3 separate regions of the Mus musculus genome follow, and all the other regions are linked to region 2. The links are chromatin contacts, called in public HiChIP or PLAC-seq and promoter capture Hi-C maps. All regions are on one chromosome and are shown on one strand. The core of a region is the stretch at or near the end of the contact, and the rest is flanking DNA. Distances in the headings are between cores, read along the strand shown. Region 1 holds the start of Tmem150cos (transmembrane protein 150C, opposite strand). Region 2 holds the start of Sec31a (Sec31 homolog A (S. cerevisiae)). Region 3 overlaps Hnrnpd (heterogeneous nuclear ribonucleoprotein D).

What was found. Promoter capture Hi-C pulls out the DNA fragments that hold promoters and counts their contacts. HiChIP or PLAC-seq counts read pairs in DNA pulled down with a chosen protein or histone mark.
Region 1: an H3K4me3 HiChIP or PLAC-seq map of embryonic stem cells shows a contact between it and region 2, with 2.6 times the contacts expected there. The contact joins the promoter of Tmem150cos here to the promoter of Sec31a in region 2. A contact is called at or near these places in 5 of 39 promoter capture datasets (the HPC-7 cell line, HPC-7-derived erythroid cells, cranial neural crest and 3 more), 2 of 484 Hi-C or Micro-C datasets (cortical neurons and epiblasts), 8 of 115 datasets of contacts at active chromatin or transcription factors (bone marrow-derived macrophages, embryonic forebrain, embryonic stem cells and 4 more) and 3 of 9 other capture datasets (embryonic stem cells, macrophages and pancreatic islet).
Region 3: a contact with region 2 is called in a promoter capture Hi-C map of embryonic stem cells. The contact joins the enhancer-like site here to the promoter of Sec31a in region 2. A contact is called at or near these places in 5 of 39 promoter capture datasets (the C10 cell line, the HPC-7 cell line, cranial neural crest and 1 more), 2 of 484 Hi-C or Micro-C datasets (CD4 T cells and cortical neurons), 4 of 115 datasets of contacts at active chromatin or transcription factors (embryonic stem cells, epiblast stem cells, fetal liver and 1 more) and 3 of 9 other capture datasets (adipose tissue, embryonic stem cells and liver).

Annotation. Positions count from the first base shown.
Region 1 is chr5:100,076,417-100,079,301 of GRCm38.p6, reverse strand. Tmem150cos (transmembrane protein 150C, opposite strand) reads right to left here and starts at 1,340. Exons shown (of 5, transcript NR_045993.1): 1 at 1,162-1,340. Tmem150c (transmembrane protein 150C) reads left to right here. Exons shown (of 8, transcript NM_001382851.1): 8 at 1-1,430.
Region 2 is chr5:100,414,740-100,417,869 of GRCm38.p6, reverse strand. Sec31a (Sec31 homolog A (S. cerevisiae)) reads left to right here and starts at 1,636. Exons shown (of 28, transcript NM_026969.1): 1 at 1,636-1,767.
Region 3 is chr5:99,957,670-99,960,769 of GRCm38.p6, reverse strand. Hnrnpd (heterogeneous nuclear ribonucleoprotein D) reads left to right here. Exons shown (of 9, transcript NM_001077265.2): 9 at 1-3,100. Among named protein-coding and RNA genes, the nearest start is that of Gm42127, 17 kb to the left of the region's middle. Within about 2 kb of position 1,404, at least 12 of the 459 cell types and tissues checked have an H3K27ac peak or open chromatin away from gene starts, as enhancers often do. A contact at or near this core is called in embryonic stem cells, where this site is marked.

The sequences.
Region 1 (2,885 bases), core at 91-2,590, 340 kb after region 2:
GGCTTTGTGGATCCAGAGAGAGAAGCATGCTACAGAGAGTGAGCGGGAAAGAAGCCGGCCACCAGCATTTGGACTTGAGTCACTCTGCCTGAGGAAGATCTCCAAACGTGAATGCTACCGGGGACAGTCAGCCGCGAATGGCACGAGGTACGGCTGAGAGGGCGTGGCTTGGTTTTTCCTTCCACAGTGCATCACCCACAGTTCCAGTTTGCATTTTCTTTTTGAAGTGCCACTCTCACGGGTCTATGTAGGCCTCGTGGGCAAAGGTGTGGACCAAAGGCAAGAACCTTGTTTTGGCTTCAAGTATGAAAGGGGTATACGTGCAAGCTTAATTTATATCTGAAGAAATAATAAGAAAAAAAGATTCTCGAAGAATCGCAAAAGAAATCTACATGGAGGTGAAAGGTATGAGGGCTCTGAGGAAAGACAGGAGGTTAGCCCTCTTGCTGCTAGTCCAACCCAGGGGAGATTTTAACATCCGTGTGTTGCTCAAATTTTATAGTTTGAGGACTGGGGACTTTAAATTAAATTTGGAAGTTATAGAAGCAAATTAAAAACATCGCCCTCCCGCAAATCACATTGGCACAAATGGAGCTGCAATACTGCTAAGCTGTTCGGAGATGAGCCCAGAGGTGCAGGAGTTCAAGGCCATCCTAGATCCCTGTGCCAACAACAGAGTGCCAAGTGCACAAGCACCCCCTCCCCCAACCAAGTGCACAAGCACCCCCTCCCCAACCAAGTCACAAGCACCCCCTCCCCAACCAAGTCACAAGCACCCCCTCCCACATTGTTTCAAAAAACTCTCCAAACTCCTAGGGGGCTCAGACAGCCCGGAATGTAATGTGGAAAACGTTGTTTTGTAAATTCACCCTGAAGTATAGCTTCCCAAGGAAGGGTTCAAATGCTAAATCTCCGCCCCCCAGCATAGCGCCGAGCACGAGCACACAGTAAATGTCCAAATGAACAGATTTGCTGCTCGTTTCTGAGTGGAGGTGAGGAGCATCAAAGAGATTCAGAGACAAACGACAGAGTGGAAGACAGAGTGAAGAAGGAGGGGGAGGACTCATCACTACAGGGCAGGGCAGGGCAGGGAGTGAAAAGCCCCCAGTGGTGTGAGAAAGCCTCGAGTAGAGTATTCTCTTATTAAAAAAGGCGTCTTACCGTAAATACTCCAGGGGGATGTCTGTTAGTTTTGAAACTGCTATGAGGTTTCTCTTCTTTCCTCCTTTTCACTTTTCTATTTTAAAGATTTTTATCAAAGAACAAACGGTTTTATTTTACTCTCCACACTCCAAGTAAAGAGCTTTCGGTGACACACTTCTCTGCGTTCTTAAGAGTGTGCAGCAGCAGCAGCGGCAGCAGCAGCATCCAGCCAATACTGACATTACTCACTGGGACCTGGCCACTGAATAAAGGGGTTTTATGCTAAATCCTGACTTCCTTGTTTCTTACACTAACAGTTCTTCGTGGGTGTGCACGTACACGTCCGTGCTTGCTGTGGATAGCTTGCAGAACACGTTCTTTAATGCTCATTCTATTGTGACGGATACAGTTCAGGATCAGTCAAATGGAAGAGGTGCATGGGTGAAGAAGGCAGGCCTGGGGCTGGCTCCCTTGCCCTCAGTGCACCCCAGGCTCTCCATCCCAGCTGCCCCCCAACCTCCCGGAAGTAGGTAGGCTGGAGGTCTAAGCACCTGGTGAGCAGCCTCATCCTAAAGTTACCTCAGTAGCATGAAGTCTGGTACAAACAGAAGATGTTCATTATGAATAAAACACTGCTGTTCTGTCCTATGGGTGTTAGGAATTCCATGGCAGGAATGGAATCGAAAGCCAAACATCTTGTCTGAGAAAATATTTTTTGTACAATAAAGTTTTAGCATATTCTTTCTCTCCTCCCTGATCTTCCCCACCCCCACGTCCAATTTCTCTCTTCATAAGAAGCTAAAATCAAAGCAAACTAAAAAGAAAACCAGTAAGGCAAAACGCAGTGTCTTAGTCAGGGTTTCTTTTTTTTTTTTTTTTTTTAAAGATTTATTTATTATATGTAAGTACACTGTAGCTGTCTTCAGACACTCCAGAAGAGGGCGTCAGATCTTGTTACAGATGGCTGTGAGCCACCATGTGGTTGCTGGGATTTGAACTCTGGACCTTCGGAAGAACAGTCGGGTGCTCTTACCCACTGAGCCATCTTACCAGCCCCTTAGTCAGGGTTTCTATTCCTGCACAAACATCATGACCGAGAAGCAAGTTGGGGAGGAAAGGGTTTATTCAGCTTACACTTCCATGCTGCTGTTCATCATCAAAGGAAGTCAGGACTGGAACTCAAGCAGGTCAGGAAGCAGGAGCTGATGCAGAGGCCATGGAGGGATGTTACTTACTGGCTTGCTTCTTCTGGCTTGCTCGGCTTGCTTTCTTATAGAACCCAAGACTACCAGCCCAGGGATGGCACCACCCACAAGGGACCCTCCCACCTTGATCACTAATTGAGAAAATGCTTTACAGCTGGATCTCATGGAGGCATTTCCCCACCTGAAGTTCCTTTCTCTGTGATAACTCCAGCCTGTGTCAAGTTGACACAAAACCAGCCAGTATGCAGAGATCTCACAAAAGGACGTGGGGTGTTTGTGTGTACGTGTGTTAGCACATGGAATCTGCCCAGTTGTGTTGTTGACATACCCAATGACACTCCATTTGAGGAAGCTGTGTGTCCCAGAAAATACCAGTTATGGGTATCTTCCTGGTTAGGAGTAGGAAGGACTTTTTGTCTGCTCTCCTTCCTCAGGGCTGGGATGTTGTCTGGTTTGAACCTACACAGGCCTTGTGTCACTGTCACCGGCTCTGAGTTCACATGTGTGTTCTAGACATCAGTTCTATGGTGTCTAGAA
Region 2 (3,130 bases), core at 387-2,886:
CCTTTAATCCCAGCACTTGGGAGGCAGAGGCAGGCGGATTTCTGAGTTCGAGGCCAGCCTGGTCTACAGAGTGAGTTCCAGGACAGCCAGGGCTACACAGAGAAACCTTGTCTCGAAAACCAAAAACAAACAAACAAACAAAAATTACATTCATGTAAGGAGTCTATAAGCAAGGTGTTACAGGAGACTTGGGTGTGGTCAACAAGGGTAATAAGTTAGGAGATCTCAGTTCAGTCCAGGTGCTAATAGTTTATGACAAGTGATTTTCATCTGGCTTGAGTTCACTGATGAAATAATCCCACCTTAAATTAAAAGTACAACCAGGCAGCACATACGTTAAGGTTGGGAGCTCTAAGGGAGATAGTTTAAGTGTCTGGGACCAAAGGGTCCCAAACCAACCCCATCTTGTTAAAATGTACAGAAATGTACTAGACCTAGCTTAAGTTGGGATAGAGAATTTCAGCACCTAATTTCTTTTGTTGTTTATGGTTTATTCACTTTTTATGTGTTGAGTGCCTGTATTTATGTATGTGCTTTATTGCATGCAGATATTGCTGGAGGTCAGAAGATGGTGTAGGGTCCTTTAAAACTGGAGTCACAAATACTTGTGCACTGCCGTATGGGTTCTGTGAAATAAACCCAAGCCCTCTGTAAGAGCAGCAAGTGCTCTCAACTGTTAAGCCGTCTCTCCAGCCTTTGGTGGTGGTGTATTTTCTTTTGCTTTTCAAGAAAGGCTCTCTTGCAGCCTAAGGTGACCTGGATTTAGACTAGCCTCGAACTCCTGATCTTTCTGCCTCTACTTCTTGAGTGTGGTGGCATCATATGCATGGGCCCAATTCAGCACCCATTTCATTCTTTTGCTCTACAGACCAGCTTCTACATTTCCAGTTACTGGTTTATATCTTTATCTCTATCTATCTATCTATCTATCTATCTATCTATCTATCTACCTACCTACCTACCTACCTACCTACCTACCTACCTACCTACCTATCTATCTATCTATATCCCTAAACGAAAATCTCAATGCTCCAATCTGAGAGCAACACACACACACACGCTTATTTTGTTCCGGTAGCCCAGGGCGAGTGCTAATAGGTTTGAATACCATGGATAGCTACTGAAATATTAAGAATATGAACTTAATTCGATATACCTCACTCACGCAGCTAAGCCTCTATAGAGTATAAGCCTTTGGGTGTGTGCGACAAAATCACGTAAGTTCTCAAAGGGAAGACGCAAAACCAATAATTAACTTAGCCGAGTCACAAACTGAACCGGTCCTTGCAGCCAGTTTTCGCCCGCCTTGTCTAGTGTGGGTATTGTCGCCAGCAGCTGCTGACGCCTCACAGGAGTGCTACGTGGCGTCCTCGCGGTCACCGCTCTCCTTCCCCGACGGAGACGCCCAGCTCGACTTCCCCTTGATCTACCGCCAAGCGGATGCATCCTGAAGTTTAGGCGCCTCCTCACGCCGCGCGGCTGAATCCTTACCTCCGGCCAGACTAGCCTACCGGAGTGGCTGCTCCCGGAAGTGCTGTCCCGCGGGGTGGGAGGAGCGAGCCGCTGCTCCCGGAAGTGCCGGCTGGCCGGGTGGGCGTGGCGAGTTGCCGCACCCGGAAGTGCCGGCCCGCAGGCGGGGCTGCGGCTGCCACGTTGGAGCGGAGCGTGGAGGTGGCCCTGGGCCGCGGAGGAGGGGCGGCGGCGGCGGATCCGGGGAGAGGCCGACGCTCGCCGGCTAACGCAGGACAGGTCGCTGAGGTCCGCCAGGTGTGTCCGCCGTTTGTTTCCTGCCCCTCGCCAGGTTCGGTGTCCGCTGCCGAGGCCCGAGGCCCGTTCTCCGCTGACGGCGCGCCCCCGTCTCGTTTCGGCCCCGCCGGGACAACGCCTGGAGTCGCAGCAGGCGGGTGATCGTGCCGGTCATCCTCTGCCGACGTTTCCAGGCTGCCCTGCTCGGGAGTGAGTTTGAGGTTAACCTTTCAGTCCCTGTGCACAAAGTGGTGCGATCCCCAAGGGCATGGAAGGGAAACAGACCTCGGGATGATTTCTTTGACTTCACCTAGGTTGAGATTTTTGTGTTAAGTTGTGTTTGAACTGTTGCCAGATTTAAAGGACCATAGATTTGAAAGGAAGGCTACTGTCGTTTAACTAGGACTGTATTATTTAGCGACAGCAGTCGCTAATCACAGCCGGTGCTTCAAAAGCATATGATTTTGCTGCTGTTGTATTAAATTACATTGTGAGGCAGTTGTAAAATAACTGCCTGGACTTGTGGGCATGTAAACTTTTTCTGTGAGCTCGTAGAACTAATTCTGCAGGTCTTCCTGGAAGTTGCAAGAGTTTTTTTGATAGTTCCTCCAAATTGTTAAACTATACAAAGTTGAAACTTGGCTCTTTGTCTACAATTGTAACTCTTATATATATATATATATTTATATGTATAAATAAAATTAGAAGCTCGCTCATGTGACCGTATCCTCTATATCCTGATTATTCAGGAGTTGGATAAAATGTACTGCCCTTTTAAGTAATTCTGTCCTTGTTTCTCTTCGTTACAGCAAACCAAGAAAGGTTTGCAGGGAATAAGAACTTTTGGATAATTTCTATCTTAATTGTGAATGTTACACATTGTGGAGTCTGGAAATGTGAGATTTGCGATGAGATTTGGATTTCACTGGTAAATTTTGTAAACAGGTTTTTTTCCCCCCCTGAAACATGTAAGAGTAGAAAGATATTTGTGAACTGTTAAAGGCAATGGCTATCAGTCTTTTGGCATTTTCATCCCCCTTTGGAAGCATCGGGCTTTTCCTAGAAAAGCATGCGCACACTGTATGCACATACCTGGGTAGGATTTTCTGTGTAATTTCATGAGGTTCAAAAATCCCGCATTAAAGACTTGTCAAGTGATACAGCAAAATTAATTTCTTTTTGTTTCTCCCTCTCTTCTTCCCCGTTTCCTTCATTCTTTGAGATAGGGTCTCTTGTGGCCCGGAGTAGTCTCAGACTTATTGATTAGCTAAGGATGACCTTGAATTCTGACCCTCCTTCTCTAACCTCCGGAGCTGTGGGATTTCAGGCATCTACCATCACACTGGAAGTATTTTCTTTTATTGTAGATTAACTTCTTCTCCTA
Region 3 (3,100 bases), core at 155-2,654, 460 kb after region 2:
TGGTTGTCTTAATATTACTTCTGTAGCCATTAAGTTTTATGAGTAACTTCCCAAATACCCACGTTTTTCTTTATATGTATTGTGCTTTTTAAAAACAAATCTGGAAAAATGGGCAAGAACATTTGCAGACAATTGTTTTTAAGCTTCCATTAAATAAAAAAAATGTGGACTTAAGGAAATCTATTAATTTAAATAGAACTGCAGCTAGTTTAGAGAGTATTTTTTTCTTAAAGCTTTGGTGTAATTAGGGAAGATTTTAAAAAATGCATAGTGTTTATTTGTATGTGTGCTCTTTTTTTAAGTCAATTTTTGGGGGGTTGGTCTGTTAACTGAGTCTAGGATTTAAAGGTAAGATGTTCCTAGAAATCTTGTCATCCCAAAGGGGCGGGCGCTAAGGTGAAACTTCAGGGTTCAGTCAGGGTCACTGCTTTATGTGTGAAATCACTCAAATTGGTAAGTCTCTTATGTTAGCATTCAGGACATTGATTTCAACTTGGATGGACAATTTATAGTTACTACTGAATTGTGTGTTAATGTGTTCAGTCCTGGTAAGTTTTCAGTTTGATCAGTTAGTTGGAAGCAGACTTGAAGAGCTGTTAGTCACGTGAGCCATGGGTGCAGTCGATCTGTGGTCAGATGCCTGAGTCTGTGATAGTGAATTGTGTCTAAAGACATTTTAATGATAAAAGTCAGTGCTGTAAAGTTGAAAGTTCATGAGAGACATACAATGAGGGCTGCAGCCCATTTTTAAAAACATTATAATACAAAAGTATGCACATTTGTTTACATATCCCTGCCTTTGTATTACAGTGGCAGGTTTGTGTACTTAAACTGGGAAAGCCTCAGATCTATGATTACCTGGCCTATCATAGAAAGTGTCTAAATAAATCACTCTGTCAATTGAATACATTAGTATTAGCTAGCATACTTCATTATGCCTGTTTTCCATAAATACCACACCAAAAACTTGCTTGGGGCAGTTTGAGCCTAGTTCATGAGCTGCTATCAGATTGGTCTTGATCCTATATAATAGGCCAAATGTCTGTAAACAGCTGTGCTGGTGGAATGTAGAAAGTCACTGCACTCAGATTCAACTTCCTGATTGGAAGTCATCACAGTGTGATTAAACATTTTCACAAAGAATAGTAGATAAATAACTTGGTTTTTAATGTTAACTTTGTTTCCATTAAGTCACATTTAAAAACTTATCCTCACGCCTACCTGAGTTAATTATCTGTTGACCTAGATATCTTTCTGGCCACTCACTGACTTATTTCTTGAACTTTTGCCATTTGCATAAATCTTGTCAGCTTTGTTCTTGATTATGCATTGTCCAGGCTGAGCTAGTTGTCTTTCCAGGAATCCCTTTGTCTCTGAATTAGGTCCTTTGTTTCCTAAATCATCCTGCTTGTTTGGCACAAGTCTTCCCAGGCCAGTGAGACCTCCGTGTCCTCTCAGCACCATAGGGGTAGGTAACCCTGGTTAGGCTGGACAGGGGTTTGCTGAGGGAGTTTGTTCATTTGAATCTAGGTCTTACATGACGTCTTTCAAATAGGGTTTTTACCTTGACACTAAACTGTCCAGTCTAAGCAGTTCTGCAAAATGTGAGGGAATTATGAACTTCTTCCTGCAGTGGGTTTTTATGGTTTTGGTTTGTTTTTTGTTGTTTTGGTTCTTTGTTGAGCCCTGGACAAAAACTTCCCTAGTTCTGGTTTCTACAATTTAAATTAAAAACAGAATTCATCTTAGAATTTTTCACCCTCTTCCCCAACTATTCTAATCAATCTTAAGTATGCCCTTCATCTTTTTTCCTTCCTAAGGCTTTTACTGATAGTGTAATTCCGTACTCTTCAACCCTGGGAAGGCTGAAGTGGATTCTTGAGCTCATTTCAAGGCTGACCTGGGTGTTGGCAAGAACCCAGCTTAGAACAAACACATGCAAGGCCATCTTACCTTACATCCTGTTGCTTGGACTTCTTCCTGCTCAAAGTTTTTAGTGGATGCTAAGTGATCTTTGCTTCCACTGAGGAGTGGAACACTTTAGAATGAACCTCTAGATAGATATTTTTATTGTCTGGTGAGGGTTACTGGAGTTTCCCACCCTGCCTGAAGGGTGAATCTGGCTTACAGTGTTCTCATCTCAAAGGGAAGAAGGCAGATGGCTGTGTCCAGAGAGAGCCATCACAGTTTGCTTCAGAGACACTAGAATGGGCTGGAAGATCTAGTGGTCTTAATCAGACTTGAAACCTGGCCTTTCTTCATTACCCATATGTCTACCAGTACTTGGGCTAACACTTAAGCCATTAGGGCCTTTGTAGGGGTGTTTTGAGACCCCCTCCATGCTAACAAATATACAGGTTTCTTAACATTTGCTCATAAACTTGTAAAGCTTACTTTCTCTTAATCCACCCCACATTTAACAAGCCCTGGTACTTAGAATTTCAGAAGAGTAATGGCAGGTAGGTGTGTGTGTGTGTGTGTGTGTGTGTGTGTGTGTGTGTGTGTGAGAGAGAGAGAGAGAGAGAGAGAGAGAGAGAGAGAGAGAGAGAGAGAGAGAGAGAAGTTTGTGGAAAATCAGGTAATGACAGCTCATCCTTTTAGAATTGTACTTCAGAATAGAAACATTTGGTGGGCTGTTAGGTAGCTTTGATTACTTGTGGGTAGACCTGCTAGTATTGCCAGTCCTCAAGCAATGAGCTTTCTGTATCTTGTTTACTAGATATATACTACCAGGTGAGTCATTTCCTGGGGTTCTGTTTTCTTTTAAAATCTTTCCCTAAACTTAATATGTATTAAAAAGTCTGGCTTTTCAGTCCATTCTTTGTGCACTGGGATGGCAATTGCTTCATTATATGACAATTGCTGTTCCCAAGTCAGAATTCAGTGTGCTGATTTGACATCAGTTCGTCCCGAATAAGTTCCTGTTACCAGGATTTACATTCAGCACATTAGAAACTTGTTGGTGTGCTTTTATTCTTGGAGCATTTTCCTTAGACTACCTTCCACTTTGAGTGCTCTGTTTAGGATGTTGAGGTGTTAGGATTCTTGACAGCCAGAAAGACTGAACCCACTATCTGGGCACAGTGTTCGTGTTGCTCTA